Regions from separate parts of the Sus scrofa genome. Here region 1 is linked to region 2. A link is a contact called in public Hi-C data. All regions are on one chromosome and are shown on one strand. The core of a region is the stretch at or near the end of the contact, and the rest is flanking DNA. Distances in the headings are between cores, read along the strand shown. Region 1 holds the start of LOC100621494 (alpha-1-antiproteinase-like). Region 2 holds the start of LOC100152306 (interferon alpha-inducible protein 27-like protein 2).

Evidence for each region. Hi-C and Micro-C count contacts between places; a contact is called where the count stands out from the background.
Region 1: a Hi-C map of fetal liver shows a contact between it and region 2, with 1.6 times the contacts expected there. The contact joins the promoter of LOC100621494 here to the promoter of LOC100152306 in region 2. A contact is called at or near these places in 3 of 47 Hi-C or Micro-C datasets (embryonic fibroblasts, fetal liver and skeletal muscle).

The regions. Positions count from the first base shown.
Region 1 is chr7:115,594,559-115,597,258 of Sscrofa11.1, reverse strand. LOC100621494 (alpha-1-antiproteinase-like) reads left to right here and starts at 1,395. Exons shown (of 5, transcript XM_021099664.1): 1 at 1,395-1,651. The coding sequence starts at 1,464.
Region 2 is chr7:115,369,563-115,372,262 of Sscrofa11.1, reverse strand. It overlaps LOC100152306 (interferon alpha-inducible protein 27-like protein 2), which reads left to right and starts at 1,402. Exons shown (of 6, transcript XM_021099654.1): 1 at 1,402-1,532; 2 at 1,689-1,718; 3 at 2,273-2,434. The coding sequence starts at 1,526.

The DNA of each region.
Region 1 (2,700 bases), core at 146-2,645, 230 kb before region 2:
CTGGCGCGAGCTGTGGTGGAGGCCAGCAGCTATAGCTCTGATTCAACCCCTATTCCGAAAACTTCCATACGTCGCAGGTGTGGCCAAAAAAATAAAACAAACAAACAAACAACAACAAGACTACAGATTCTGAGAGTAGTGGTTTGGGGGCTAGCTTCCCTCTCCCTTGAGCTTGTCCCAGGCTCTACCACTCACATATCCCAGGAACTAGGGTGATCGCCTCCCTCCATGATAAAAATGAGAGCCCTAAGTCACTTGAGGTCCCAATATTCTGTAAGATGCTAACTGCATCAGGATGACCCAGTGTCATTCTTTCACGCGATACCTCTGCGACTTGGCACCTGGCAATTGCCTGTTTTCTCCCTTCTGCACCTGGAAGAAGGGGCTTTGGAGCCCAAAGGACACAGAGTCCAGCTCCTCCTACGTGGTCTCCTAGGGCTGGGACCACGGCAGTCATAAAGCCGGTTCCGTCAGGCAGCTGACATTTACTGGTGATTCACCACACATCAGGCGTGGTACCAGGCTCTGGACCTACCGGACTCATTCACCCCCTCAGCAGCTCTGGAGGATGAGTATCCAGGAGAGATGAACCCTGGGTCGTGCAAGGCCATGGGGCTTCCATCACCCCACCCTCCCAAGGGGCCTTGTACCCCCTGGTGTCTCGGTCTGTGCTCAAGAGTCAGGAGAAGAATTTCCAGCACAGCGAGGGGAAAAGAAACAAGAGTTTATTGAGATAAGAGATGCTGCTGGAGCAGAAGGACAACTTTCAGATGATCAGCAAGAGCTGACCTTGGGCGAGTGGTTGTGTCTGTTTTTATAGCCCGTGGAGAGGAGTGGTCTCAGGATATACCGGCTGACCTGCTGATTTGTTGGGGAGGGGTCTTAGGATACACTTACTGGTGGCTTGGGGGGAGGATAAGGCCCCCATAGGGGTGGGGTGAGGAGTGGGCCACTCGCCTTTCCTAGTAGGGGCAGGAAAGAGTAGGCCAGGTTGCTCGAGGTGGGGGAGGGGGCATTACAATGAGATGGGTGGGGCTAAGACAAGAGTCTGGTAATTCTTTTTTTTTTTTGGTATTTCTTTTTTTTTAAGCTTTATTGAAGTATTGTTAATTTACAAGGCTGTGATCATTTCTGCTGTACAGCAAAGTGACCCAGTCCTGCATGGACACACATCCATTCTCTCTGATTCTTTTCCCACAGAGATTATCACGGAATCCTGGGTAGGGTTCCCTGTGCTAGACAGCAGGTGCCCTTTGGCCAATCAATCGTTCCATATACCCCAGAGTGCATAATGCCAATTCCAAACCCCGGCTCCATCCCTCGCACCCCACCCCCACCCCTGGGTCTGGTAATTCTTGTCTTGGCCAGAGGCTTCGAGTTCAATCTCCTTGCAGGGGCCTTGAAGCCCCACACCTGGTTCCGCTGGGCTGGGCCACTTCAGGGAAGAACAGCAAGGCCCTCAGATGGTATCAACACCCGCTGGCTGGGCTCCGGAGAGGGTGGGGGTGGGGAAGGCTCTTCCTGGGCCCATGGGACCCAGCGACTGCGACCGCCCTATAAGTAGGCAAGGCAAGGCCCCGTATGGAGCAGCCCGCGAGCGTCCAACCAGGGAGCCTCCCCGGGGAATAAGTGAGTTCCCTCCATCTGCCGAGTGAGTAGCTCTCCCTCAGGCCCCTGCGGAGCCGACGCTGGTGGGTGAGGCTGGCCCACTGGACCGAGGCGGAAGCTGAGATACAGACACACTCGGCTCTGATCTGCCAGGTCAGGATGTGAAAGCCGCCGTTGAGTCTTTGCTGTTCTGCTCAGCACGGGCGGTAGGGAAGTGATTATTCCGCATTCCAGGCCCTCAGCCCACGAGGCCCTGGGCACACCGGCTGCTGGGCTGGGCTGCTTCAGGTTGATTTTCTCCTTCTTCCACTCTCCCCAAGCTTGGACAGGGTCCTGTGGCCTCGGGGGTCTTCACCTGGGTCTCTTCTCCCTGCAGGAGTCAGAGCCAAGTCCCCTCGGGGGCCCCCCACTCCCCTGCCCCTCTGTTTCTGGATCCTCTCTCTCTCTCTCTCTCTTTCTTTTTAACTTGTTTGTTTTTGTTGCCCAAACTCAGCCTCTGTCCACCAGTGCCGAATAGAAACACAGACACAGAGTTGGGTGAAGGAGAGAAAAATAGCTTTATTGCCTTGCCTGGCAAAGAGGCCGCCACGGGGTAATGCCCTAAAGACTGTGCCCTCCTTTGGAGAGAACGGGAGGGCTCTTACAGCTCAGGAGTGGGAAATGGGGCTGCAGACAAGAATCGGGGTAGATGCAAGTTTGCATTCTCTCTCAAAGCTGGTGGTTAGTGGCCCCGGGACGGGTTCCAGCGGTCCTCCTTCTTCCCAGAATGAAGACTTCTTCCTCAAATCGTTCTTCCACTTGCTGGGGGGTCTAGTTCTGCAGAAAGGCTCAAACATATTTTTATGTACATTCCTTGAGGAGGAACCAGGACCCCGCCTCAAGGCTGCACTGCTGTTTCTTGGAGACTCCTCCCTGGTCTCTGTGTTCCCTCCCTTCCCTGATGAGCAGCTGCCCTTTGGGGCTCAGGGAAGGTCATGGAGCCCGAAGCCGATTCCCTAAAAACAAGAAATGGGGGACACAGAAAGGCCTGTGTGCCCAGGAGCCCCACAGGGCACTAGCTGGGTTTCATTTTTCATTTTTGTTTTTATGTAG
Region 2 (2,700 bases), core at 153-2,652:
AAAAAGACAACACCCTAAAAAAGGGGGGGCTGATACATTGAATCATAGTTTATCCCCAGGAAAGAATGTTGGATGACAAGTAAGAAACCTGTTGAAAGTCTGAAAAAAGGCACATGTAGGGACAGAAAACAGACTGCAGGTGGCCAGGGGATGGGGCTGGGAAGGGGCTGACTGCAAAGGAGTGGGGGAATCTGGGGGTGGGGAGGTGGGTGATGAAAATGCCCTGTAGCTGAGCCTGCATCTCCACAACCGTAAAACTGTCCAAATGGAACTGAGCAGGACCCTTAGGGACCTTCCTGGGGCAGCCCTCCCACCCCCATATCTTCTGTTGTAACTCCTCTCTGAAGTACCTAGATAATAAATAGGATCTGATGCATGTTTCCTGAATTGTTTTACAGACACTAAAACCATCACCAAACAGAAGAAATTAACTTCTTGATGACCTTGAGCGTGAGACCTACTGGTGCCCAGGCTTGACAATGTTAACCCCTGCCACCCGGCCCTGTGACCTCACCACCAACCCATCAGAACTGTGTAGGAGTGGATCCCTTGCCCTGTGACCCCCCACCCCCACCCCACCTGGCTTTTAACGATGTTTTACAGGTTTGGTTCAGGGAGTTCAGGCTCTTTTAGGGGCACAAGTCTTGCGTGCCTGCAACAGGCCTTTCTCTGCTCCAGGCTCCCACGATTCAGTTTGTTTGGCCTCCCTGCGCGGGGAACACGCACTTGCCCTAACACGAACACACAGACATGACACTAAAAAGTTGAATTTTACTCTGGGTAAGTTGTGTCTCCATAAATTTAACCTTAAAAAAAAATCCTGAAGACTATTAAGCAGCCTGGGGAAATGCAAATGGCAGTTAAACAAAATGATTCGTTTGCCAGGTGTACCGCGGGCGTGGCGCTTAGAGGCGACATGCCATACTCAGCGAGTGACAGAGATGGGGTGGTCCAAGGAGACAACAGGAAGGAAATGCGCCCAAATCTATCAGCATCTCCCTCTGGAGGTGAAATGAAATGTTTCTCGCCTTAGGTTTTGTTTAGGTTTTTTGTTGTTTTGTTTTGTTTCGTTTTTGCAGTGATCAACTCTTCTGTCTTGGGGGAAAATGCCACAGCTTGGAAGCACCGCCCAGTTGCAATGGTTTTCAGGCGTTTTAGGGCTCTTTTCCCTCTGGCAGAACACTAAGGAGAGAGAAACTCACCGTGGGGGTGGGTGGGGTACCACCAGTGGGCAGGGGCCGACAGGTGCCGGGCGTGCGCGGGGAGATGGATGGGTGGGGTGAAGGTGGGGGACCGGCGAGTGTGGGCGGGACGGGGGTAGGGGGCTGGCGAGCAGACGGCAAGTAGGAGGGAAGGGGTGGGGAGGCTGGGGCGGGGGGCGGACACTGCGCTTGGGTCCCTGCGTTTTCCTTGGGCCGGGCGCTGCGAGGGGCCGGCCGCGTCCCCATTGGTTGTCGGGGAAATAAGATCACCTCCTGGACCATAGTCATTTCCGGAGCTGAGCTGCGGCGAGAAGAGGGTCCCCATGATGAGTGAGTCTTGCTTCCCCGTCAGCCTGGAAGTCGGGGGAGGGGGCGGGCCTGCTAGACCCCAACCCAAGAAGGAACAAAGACTCGCTTCTTTCCCTCGCTCTCTCAGCCGACTAACGCACGCACCCTCTCGGTGCCTCTTTCTCTGTGTCTCTCAAGAACGGGCAGCTGCAGCAGCCATCGGAGGAGGTGATCTCGCTGGATCTCCAGGCCTGCACCTGCCCCCGGCCCCGGGATGGGTGGGAGACCTTAGAGAGGTGGCCCTGCCGGAGTGGCGAGTGCTGGCTCGTTGGCCTCCCTCCGCTCCCAGAGCCGCGGGGGGCGGGGGGGGAAACCTCGGGGGCAGAGAGCGGTGCTCCCCCGAAAAGGCCTCCGGCACCCCCCGACCTAGCTGCTCCTCTGGCCCTCGGGTGTCATAGGCATGTAGAGATTTCATTCGAAACCGGGTTTGCTGCCGAAATCGGGGGTGGTTGATTTCTCCCCCACACGCACACACCTGAAGCCCAGGGAGGGGTAATGACTCCCCCACTGTCACTCAGCGAGCTAGAGACCCAACCGGCCCCCCCTCTAACCTACTTCCGCAGCTGGGTCCACCCCCCCCCACTTTTGTTCTCTACCTTGGGAGCCCCTCCAAGGGGCTGTCTCAGGATGCTCGGAGCAGAGTCCCTAGACTCTGTCAACGAATTCCCAACCGGGGTTCACTCCCGAGCCCACGCCCCGAGCCAGCTCCTCTCCCCCTACAGCCCTGGCCGTGGGGGCTGTGCCCGTGGTGCTGGGCGCCCTGGGCTTCACCGGGGCAGGGATCGCGGCCTCCTCCTTAGCGGCCAAGATGATGTCAGCGGCCGCCGTCGCCAACGGGGGCGGCGTCGCAGCCGGCAGCCTGGTGGCGACTCTCCAGTCCGTGGGTAAGTGTCTGAACAGGACGAGGGGCAGGGGGAGGGGGTGAAGGGTCAGAGTCCAAGTCTGAGGGAGGGTGTCTGCTCCTTCCAGCAGCGGGGTCCTCAGCATCGCTGATCTCTGGCTCCCCGCGCCCTCCTTCCTGACTCTAGAGCGAGATTTGCGGGGAGAGTTGGAGGGGTGAGGGGGTCCTGGGAAAGAGAAGAAGGGAAGGAGCCAGGGCATGTGATGGCTGGGCTCTGGGTCCAGCCCTACCCATGGCAGACACCTGCGT